2 separate regions of the Sus scrofa genome follow, and region 2 is linked to region 1. The links are chromatin contacts, called in public HiChIP or PLAC-seq maps. All regions are on one chromosome and are shown on one strand. Each heading gives the region's core, a stretch centred on a gene start, on an enhancer-like site or on the middle of the called end of the contact. The rest is flanking DNA. Distances are from core to core; before and after follow the strand shown.

The links. HiChIP or PLAC-seq counts read pairs in DNA pulled down with a chosen protein or histone mark.
Region 2: an H3K27ac HiChIP or PLAC-seq map of alveolar macrophages shows a contact between it and region 1. The contact joins two enhancer-like sites. A contact is called at or near these places in 1 of 5 promoter capture datasets (liver), 1 of 47 Hi-C or Micro-C datasets (epiblast stem cells) and 1 of 2 datasets of contacts at active chromatin or transcription factors (alveolar macrophages).

The regions. Positions count from the first base shown.
Region 1 is chr5:16,132,821-16,137,379 of Sscrofa11.1, reverse strand. All of the region lies in intron 2 of LIMA1 (LIM domain and actin binding 1), which reads left to right. Among named protein-coding and RNA genes, the nearest start is that of LIMA1, 42 kb to the left of the region's middle. Within about 2 kb of position 2,424, at least 28 of the 83 cell types and tissues checked have an H3K27ac peak or open chromatin away from gene starts, as enhancers often do. A contact at or near this core is called in alveolar macrophages, where this site is marked.
Region 2 is chr5:16,217,533-16,222,091 of Sscrofa11.1, reverse strand. The region is part of intron 2 of LARP4 (la-related protein 4); the gene reads right to left. Among named protein-coding and RNA genes, the nearest start is that of LARP4, 43 kb to the right of the region's middle. Within about 2 kb of position 1,906, at least 2 of the 83 cell types and tissues checked have an H3K27ac peak or open chromatin away from gene starts, as enhancers often do. A contact at or near this core is called in alveolar macrophages, where this site is marked.

The sequences.
Region 1 (4,559 bases), core at 1,175-3,674:
GCCTCGAACTTCCATATACGGCAGGTACAGCTGTAAAAAGAAAAAAGAAGAAAACAGAGACTGTAGGAAGCCTTGGGAGATTTGTGGTCAGAAACTAATATAAAAATGGTATTTGGGGAGTTCCTTTTGTGGTTCAGTGGTTAACAAACCCGACTAGGATCCATGAGAATGCAGGTTCAATCCCTGGCCTCGCTCAGTGGGTTAAAGATTTGGCGTTGCGGAGTTCCCGTCGTGGCGCAGTGGTTAATGAATCTGACTAGGAACCATGAGGTTGCAGGTTCGATCCCTGCCCTTGCTCAGTGGGTTAACGATTCCAGCGTTGCCATGAGCTGTGTTGTAGGTCACAGACGCGGCTCGGATCCTGCGTTGCTATGGCTCTGGCGTAGGCTGGCAGCTACAGCTCCGATTGGACCCCTAGCCTGGGAACCTCCATATGCCGCAGGAGCGGCCCAAGAAATGGCAAAAAGACAAAAAAAAAAAAAAGATCTGGCGTTGCCATGAGCTATGGTGCTGGTCACAGATGCGGCTCAGATCCTGCATTGTTGTGACTGTGGTGTAGGCCGGCAGCTGCAGCTTCGATTGGACCCCTAGCCTGGGAACTTCCATATGCTGCTGGTAAGGCCCTAAAGAGCAAAAATCTAAAAAGTAAAAAATAAAATAAAAATATTTGGAGGAAGCTTAATCTGGCTGCTGTTTATAGGATTAGCTGGGCTTTCTAATTGTTAACAATGTTTTACTTGGATCTGTGTGTAAGAGTGATTTTTCTAGCATCACAGTTTGTGTCTCACAAGTACTTTATAACTCCAGATATTTCTTTTCCTAAGCCTCTATACTATATAAATCATTAAATTTGAGTGAGGAGGGTACTCTTGATAGGTCACTTTGAATGGCTAGCTTTGTCATTCCTTCACCAATGACAGCCCATAGCATAATCCTTTGCTTGATTAAATTTGACTCTTTTGGTAAAATTTGGTTTCTTTGCAGAAGGTTCCTCTTTGACTCATATTTTTGGAGTTGAAAGGAATCTAGCCCAGTGGTTTTCAAATTCTCTTAATTGAGTTCTTCAGAGGAACCTTGGGCCAGTTCTGAGAAGACAGAAGATCTAAAGGGCTGAGCCTGTGACCTTCCACCCCTGCGGTCCTGCTTTGATCCCTTTTATATGTTAGGTTCTAAGTTATCATTTGAAAAGAGGAATCTCCAGCATAAAGAACCTCTGATCTGGCTAACCTTTGTTCCATTGCTCTGACAAATAAGGAACTTGCTGTCCAGTAGTTATAACTAAATATCATGTGGCAAGATGGTGGCAGAGCTTAATCTCACACACTTAAAACTCTTCCAGCCTCTGTGTCTTCTTCCCTCATGTCACTGCTCCTCCCACTCTTGTTATATCTTTACCCATCCCAGAGGCCCAAGGAAGAAGAGTTTATATTTAGTTTTCTGTGATCATTCTTCCTTGTTAAGGAAAAATGACCCTCAGATCTCCCTGGTCAGTTTCTTTCCTTTTTCTGTAACATTTTAGTGGTGAAATTGTTCCAGAAGAAAATACATTGCCTAAAACTTGGGAGTTTCCATTTTCCTTTTTTTGGCTCAGGATTCCCTTTGCTCTATTAGAGGGCATACGAGCAAGAGTCATGGCTCAGGAACTCTGTTTTCTGGCCTTAGAAAAGTTCGAGACACTGTTATTACTCCCCAGATAATTTTAGCATCCTCCATCAGCTGCCTGCCTCACAGCTGAGCATTAATGAGCAGTTGCAAGATTAAATTCTGTATGTGAAGAGGAGACTTGGAGGATGAGAAGATCTGGGAAGGGAAGGAGATTTTAATTATAGAAATCTCATGGCAAATATTTTTTCCCTCAAATTTGGATCTTCGAAAAGATCTCCCCTCCCCCAATCAGTGACGTTCACATTTTGTGTCAGAATAATACTGGTTGCTCTGAGTGTCTCTGAGGAAAGTCTAGGGCCTGAATCCTGATGCAACACTGAATTCAGAAGTGTTGTGCCTCTGTGTCTCTTTTGAGAGTCAAAATGTAAAAGTACCAAGGACGGAACTCGGAAGAAAGCAGTTTTTGGAAGCTTTCTCTCTGTGCGTCTACTATTTAGCAAGCACTTTATTACAAATAAAGGGTTGGTGATTTTTTTAAATGAATTTTATTACATTTATAGTCGTACAATGATCATCGAGAGTGGTGGTATTTGAGTGGGAGTTTCAGAACACGATTCAAGACAGACATTGGTGTATACATCTGTGCCTTACAGATGCCTCAGGGCTCAAAGAATACGACTAAAGATGAAAATTATTTTGACCTTCTGTAACTCTGTTTCAGTTAAGACAGTAAAGGGAAGGGAACCTCTAAGCTTATTTACCCAACTAACCACAGTGTAAATACCCTGTGCCTTGGAGAAACAATTGGCTAAGAATAGGCCAGTCTGCTGATTGGCTCTGGCTTTCCTATATGGATTATTGCTGTAATATACTGTCGATGATTACCCAGGGGGTGTGGAAACACAAATTCAAGGCCAGTCCTAAGTTCCTTTCTAGCTATAATCCACTCTGCTCTGCATTGCCGTTTCGAGGGACTCTCTCAGACAGATACATTAGCACAAGTGGGGAAAAAATATGTATGTAGAAGGACATTCACCACAGCGCGGTACGTGGTGATGGATAACTGGAAACAATACAAGTGCTCATTAAAAGGACTGTGGGTTAATAAATTATAGAGGGAGAGGGTTGCCAGGGTTACCAAAGGCTTCTGAGTGTTGCTAAATCAAGATGTTTGTTAGGCTTCGTCTTCGATGACCGCTCAGCCCTTCTTCCTTCCCACGTTTCTTCTTCTCTTGGCTTCTCTGGGAGTCCTGGTTTTCCTCCTACTTCTGTCTACTCCCATTCTCTGTTATCACCTCTTCTTTGTCTTCCGACTGCTAATTATCGGAGTCCCCAGGACTGAGTAGGGGCCTTTTCTTGCACTACACACTCTTTGTGAATGATATCACTTACTTCCACAGCTTTGGTACCATCTGTGGACAGACAGGTTGTAAATTTATGTTAGTAGCGCAGTTCTCGCTTTTGAGGTCTAGACACATGTTATCTCATCACTGCCGCCGCCAAGTGGATGCTAACACTGAACGCTTCATCTTCCGCATCCCTACCTCTGCTCCTCCTTCAGAGTCCCCATTCCAGGGAACGGTACTTCCATTGACTCAGCTGCCAGAAACCGGGAATCACTCTTGACTTCTTTCTCCCCCTTCTCTCATTACCAATGCTGTTGATTCGGCTTCTGAGCCATATCTCGAGTCCATTCACTTTATCTGCAGTGCCACCACCCTGAACCAAGCCGGCATCATCTCTCACTATTGCCACCTCCATTTTCAGGCCCCTCCAGTCCATTCTCCACACAGCATCCAGTGCTCTTTTAAAAACATGGCTAGGGAGTTCCCATCGTGGCTCAGCGGAAATGACCCTGACTAGTATCCATGAGGACGCAGGTTCGATCCCTGGCCTCGCTCAGTGGGTTAAAGATCCAGCATTGCCGTGAGCTGTGGTGTAGGTCGCAGACGTGGCTCCGATCTGGCATTGCTGTGGCTGTGGTGAAGGCTAGCAGCTGCAGTTCAGCTCGACCGCTCGCCTGGGGACTTCCATATGCTACAGGTATGGCCCTAAAAAGACCAAAAAGAAAAAGAAAAATCCTTAGCATGGCCTACAAATCTCTTGCCTCCCAGCCTCATCTCCTGACTCTCTCTTTCTCAGTGTACTTCAACAACACTGGAGTTCTTTGTGTATCTTATACGCATGAGACACTTTCTTGCCTTGGGGACTTTGTGTGTGCTCTTTTCTGTGCCTGGAATGCTTTTCTTGCTTTGTTTTGCCTGGCTGACTCCTTCTGGTCAAACTTCAGATCTCAGCCTAAAGGTCATTTCCTCAGCAAGGCCTTCTGACACACAGACACGTACGCACACACAGACACAGCACTCCTACTCCCCAGCCCCGCCTTCTCAATTAAGTTCCTTTGTTAGGTTACTTAATAATACTCTGTCCTTTTTCTTTGAGGGATTTATCACTATATAAGTGCAAATATATGTGTATATGTATATAAGTGTGTGTATACACGTGCACATGTGTTTAATATATAAGCTGTAAGCTCTCTGAAAGCAGGAAATTATGTCTCTTTTGGTTATTTCTTTCACTAGTGCTTAGAACATATTTCTTGAAGGAAAAGAAGCTGTTCTAAAATGGAGAAAGGGAGATGCAGAGTAGTATATACAATATTACTTGTTAAAAATGCAATATTATTTTTAAAATGTTGTATATTTAGGAGTTCTCATTGTGGCTCAGCAGGTTAAGAACCCAACTAGTATCCATGAGGATGCCAGTTTGATCCCTGGCTTTGCTCAGTGGGTTAAGGATCTGGTGTTGCTGCAAGCTGCATTGTAGGTCCCAGGTACTGCTCAGATCCCACATTGCTGTGGCTGTGGCATAGACTGGCAGCTGCAGCTCCAATTTGACCCCTAGCTTGATAACTTCCTTATGCCACAGGTGCGACTGTTAAATAAAATAAAATA
Region 2 (4,559 bases), core at 657-3,156, 85 kb before region 1:
TCTACTCTAATTTTTATTATTTCTTTTCTTCTGCTTATTTTGTATTTAGTTTGTTCCTCTTTTTTTTAGTTTTCCAAGGTGGAAGCTCAGATTATTGATTTAATTTTCTTCTTTCCTAATATGTACATTCAATTCTTACATTTCTCTCTAAGCACTGCATTTGCTGCATCCTACAAATTTTGATAAATTGTATTTTCATTTTCATTTGATTCAAAAAAAATTTTGTGTGTGTGTGTCTTTTTAGGGCCGCACCTGCAGAATATGAAAGTTCCTAGGCTAGATGTTGAATCAGAGCTGTAGCTGCTGGCCTATACCACAGCCACAGAAATGACAGATTCGAGCCACCTCTGTGACCTACACCACAGCTCATGGTAACGGCAGATCCTTACCTACTGAGCAAGGCCAGGGATCAAACACGTGTCCTCATGGATATTAGTCGGGTTCATTAAAGCTCAGGAACTCCTGATACAGAATATTTAAAAATTTTTCCTAAGAGTTCTTCCTTGACCCATGTATTATTTACAAGAGTTGTTTTTTTTTTTTTTTTTTGTCTTTGTCTTTTAGGGCCACACCCATGACATATGGAAGTTCCCAGGCTAGGAGATGAATTGGAGCTAGAGCTGCTAGGCCTACACCACAAACAGCAACTCAGGATCTGAGCCATGACTGTGACCTACACCTCAGTTCATGGCAACACCGGATCTTTAACCCGCTGAGTGACGCCAGGGACTGAACCTGCTTCCTCATGGATACAAGTCAGATTCGTTACCACTGAGCCATGCTGGGAACTCCAAGGGTGTTTAATTTCCGTGTATTTTAGGATTTTCCAGTTAACTTTTTTTTATTGTTTAATTCCATTATGGTGTGAGATCAGACATTGGATGATTTCTGTTCTTTCAGGTTTGTTAAGGTGTTTTTCATGGCCACAAAAAATATAGGTTGTTTTTGGCATTTTTTCTGCTTGGTGTTCTTTGAGTTTCCTGGTTCTGTGGTTTGGTGTCTGACATTAATTTGAGGAAATTCTCAGTAGTCAGTGCTTCCAATGTTGCTTCTGTTGCTTTCTTTCTTCTCCTGGTACTCTCTTAACATGTATGTTACATTTTTTATTAGTTGTTCTGCAGTTATTGCTTGTGTGTGTGTGTGTGTGTGTGTGTGTGTGGTGTGTGTGTGTGTGTGTGTGTGTGTATTCTGTTCTATTTTTTTGTCTTTTTTCTCTTTTTCAGTTCTGGAAGTTTCTATTGTCATATCCTCAAGCTCAGAGATTTTTGCTCAGTCATCCTCAGTCTACTAATCAGGCCAGCAGAGGCATTCCTCATTTCTGTTTGTTTCTGATCTCCAGCATTTCTTTTTGATTCCTTCTTAGAATGCCCCTCTCTCTGCTTACATTATCCATCTGTTCTTGCAAGCTGCCTACTTTTTCATCAAAATCCATAGCATATTAATCATAGTTAATTTAAATTGCAGCCTGATAATTACAACATCCCTACATATCTTACTCTGCTTCTGAGGCTTGTTCATCTCTTCAAGCTGTATTTACTGCCTTTTAGTGAGGCTTGTAATTTTTTATTGAAATCTGGACGTGCTATACTATGTGAAAGGAAAAGAGGTCTTCAAGGGTGTGCTGCTGAGGTCTGGAGGAAGGGGAAAACATTTTATAGTTCTATGATTAAATAGGTCTCAGTCTTTTGGAGAACCTATGCCTCTGGACCGTGAACTTCACCAGTGCTTCTCAGTCTTCCTGACCCTACACTACCTTAGATGGGACAGGATGCCTAGAGGGAGCTGGAATTGTTTTTTCCTTTTCCTCCAGTTTGGGTCCCGTTAAAACTCTGGCATGTTAGACTCTGGCAAAATAGTTTCTCTTGAGGGCAGATTTGCTAAGAACAGAATGCTCTGCTGTATTTCAAAACGGTTATACTTCTCCTTCCCCTGAGGGAAACATGAGGGGATTTTTCTACAATCTTCACTGTCAGGATCTAGTAGAGTTTCTGAAGATCCCTTTGATGAGGTCCCCTTGGATTTTTTAACTCTCAGACTTGCTATACTGAGCCTCCAGCAATTCATCAATTACAATTAAGGGTTTTTTGAGGTTCCCATCGTGGCGCAGCGGAAATGAATCCAACTAGGAACCATGAGGCTTCGGGTTCAATCCCTGGCCTTGCTCAGTGGGTTAAGGATCCAGCGATGCAGTGATGCTGTGAGCTGTTGTGTGGGTCACAGACTCAGCTCGGATCTGGTGTTGCTGTGGCTGTGGTGCAGGCCGGCAGCAACAGCTCTGATTCGACCCCTAGCCTGGGAACCTCCATATGCCGAGGGAGCGGCCCAAGAAATAGCAAAAAGACAAAAAAAAAAAAAAATTTCTCTGCACTTACATTTTGGTTGCAAAAATGGGCTCATATCAGAAACGTCTTTTAACTCGCTTTGTTTCACATAATAGTGCATCTTTGAAAATTTTCTGTTTTTTCTTTGTTTTTGTGTTTTGTTTTTGCTTTTTAGGGCCGCACCCACAGCATATGGAGGTTCCCAGGCTAGGGGTCGAATCAGAGCTACAATTGCTGGCCTACACCACAGCCACAGCCTCCCAGGAACGGAGCCACATCTACAACCTACACCACAGCTCATGGCAGTGCCAGATCCTTAACCCACTGATTGCAGGGATAGAACTTGCAATCTCATGGTTCCTAGCTGGATTCATTTCGGCTGTGCGACAGAAACTCTGAAATTTTTCTATGTTAATAGATATTTATTGTTTTTATTTATTATTATTATTTTTTTGTCTTCTTGTCTTTTTGCTATTTCTTGGACCGCTTCCGCGGCATATGGAGGTTCCCAGGCTAGGGGTCGAATCGGAGCTGTAGCCACCAGCCTACGCCAGAGCCACAGCAACGCAGGATCCGAGCCGCGTCTGCAACCTACACTACAGCTCACGGCAACGCCGGATCGTTAACCCACCGAGCAAGGGCAGGGATCGAACCCACAACCTCATGGTTCCTAGTCGGATTCGTTAACCACTGCGCCACGACGGGAACTCCTGTTTTTATTTTTGTTTTGGGTTTTTTTGGTTTTTTTTTTTTTTTTGGCTTTTTGTCTTTTTAGGGCTGCACCCATGGCATAAGGAGCTTCCCAGGCTAGGGGTCCAATCAGAGCTGCAGCTGCTGGCCTACGCTACAGCCACAACAACGCCAGATCCAAGCTGAATCTTTGACCTACACCATAGCTCACAGCAACACCAGATCCTTAACCCACCTAGCGACGCCAGGGATTGAACCCACCACCTCATGATTCCTAGTCGGATTCATTTCCGCTGCACCAGGACAGGAACTCCTAGACTTAATGTATTGGCTGTATGATATTTATTGCATAGAGCTATCACAATTTAGCGAACTGTTCTCCTACTGATAGAAATCTGTATCTTTTTCAACACTGCAGACAACGCTGCAGCAAATATCTTTGCACAAGTTTATATATTTATATGATGATTTCCTTATGAAAATTTCAGTAAAATAATTTCTTTCCAATTACAAAAGCAATCATGTTCAGGAATTCCCATTGTGGCGTGGAAGAAATGAATCTGACTAGTATCCATGAGGATGTGGGTTCAATTCCTGGCCCTGCTCAGTGGGTCAGGGATCTGGCTTTGCCATGAACTGTGGTGTAGGTTGAAGACACAGCTCAGATCCCACATTGCTGTGGCTGTGGGGTAGGCCAGCAGCTGTAGCTCTGATTCCACCCCTAGCGTGGGAACCTCCATATGCCTAGACTGCAGCCCTAAAAAGCAACAACAACAACAAAAAAAGTAATGCATGTTCATGTTGAAAGTTCGGAAAATACAAACAAGTCCATGCCCTGGATGCTGTTAATATTTTAGGCCATGTTCTAATTTTAGGTTTAAGAATACTGTCTAATAAGTAATGAACTATTACTGAGGCTTGCTCTTCCTGATTTTGGTCATAGGAGATATTCTGCCTTGTTAAGGTGACTTTTATAAATAGGGATTATATATTAATTTTACTAGTTTACCTTTGTGAGTTCTAGGGTCACTCAATTTCCCTGTGAGTTATCTATGTTCCCGCAAATGTGTTCAAGCACAGCTTATAATAAGGTTAATTTTCTCTATCTTGTTTCCAGGTTTAAGAAGATTCCCAAGTGACAGTAAGATTAAACAAAAACATGTTGAAAGTAAATTTCAGTGTTTCAGTAAAATGCTTATTTTCCTCTTTCATGTATATACATCGCTTTGCCTATCCTACGCTTTTTATATTCTGCCTGTGGTTCTTCATGTTAAACCTCTTCATTGACCACTCAAGAAAGAATATCTTCTGCTCTAAATTACTTGAAACACAAAGCTTCAACACACACCGAGGTAGGCTGTCACAAAATAATCCCTGATATGATGGCAAAGTGGCACAGTCTACCCCTCCCCACCCCAGTCCAAGCCCAAAGATGCCTCAGGAATAAGAAATAAATGGGTAAAAAAAAAAAAAAAAAAAAAGAAGAAGAAAAGAAAGCCAACAAGAGGCTTTATTCTGGAGGGTTAGAAGGTGGTTATGATTTGATAA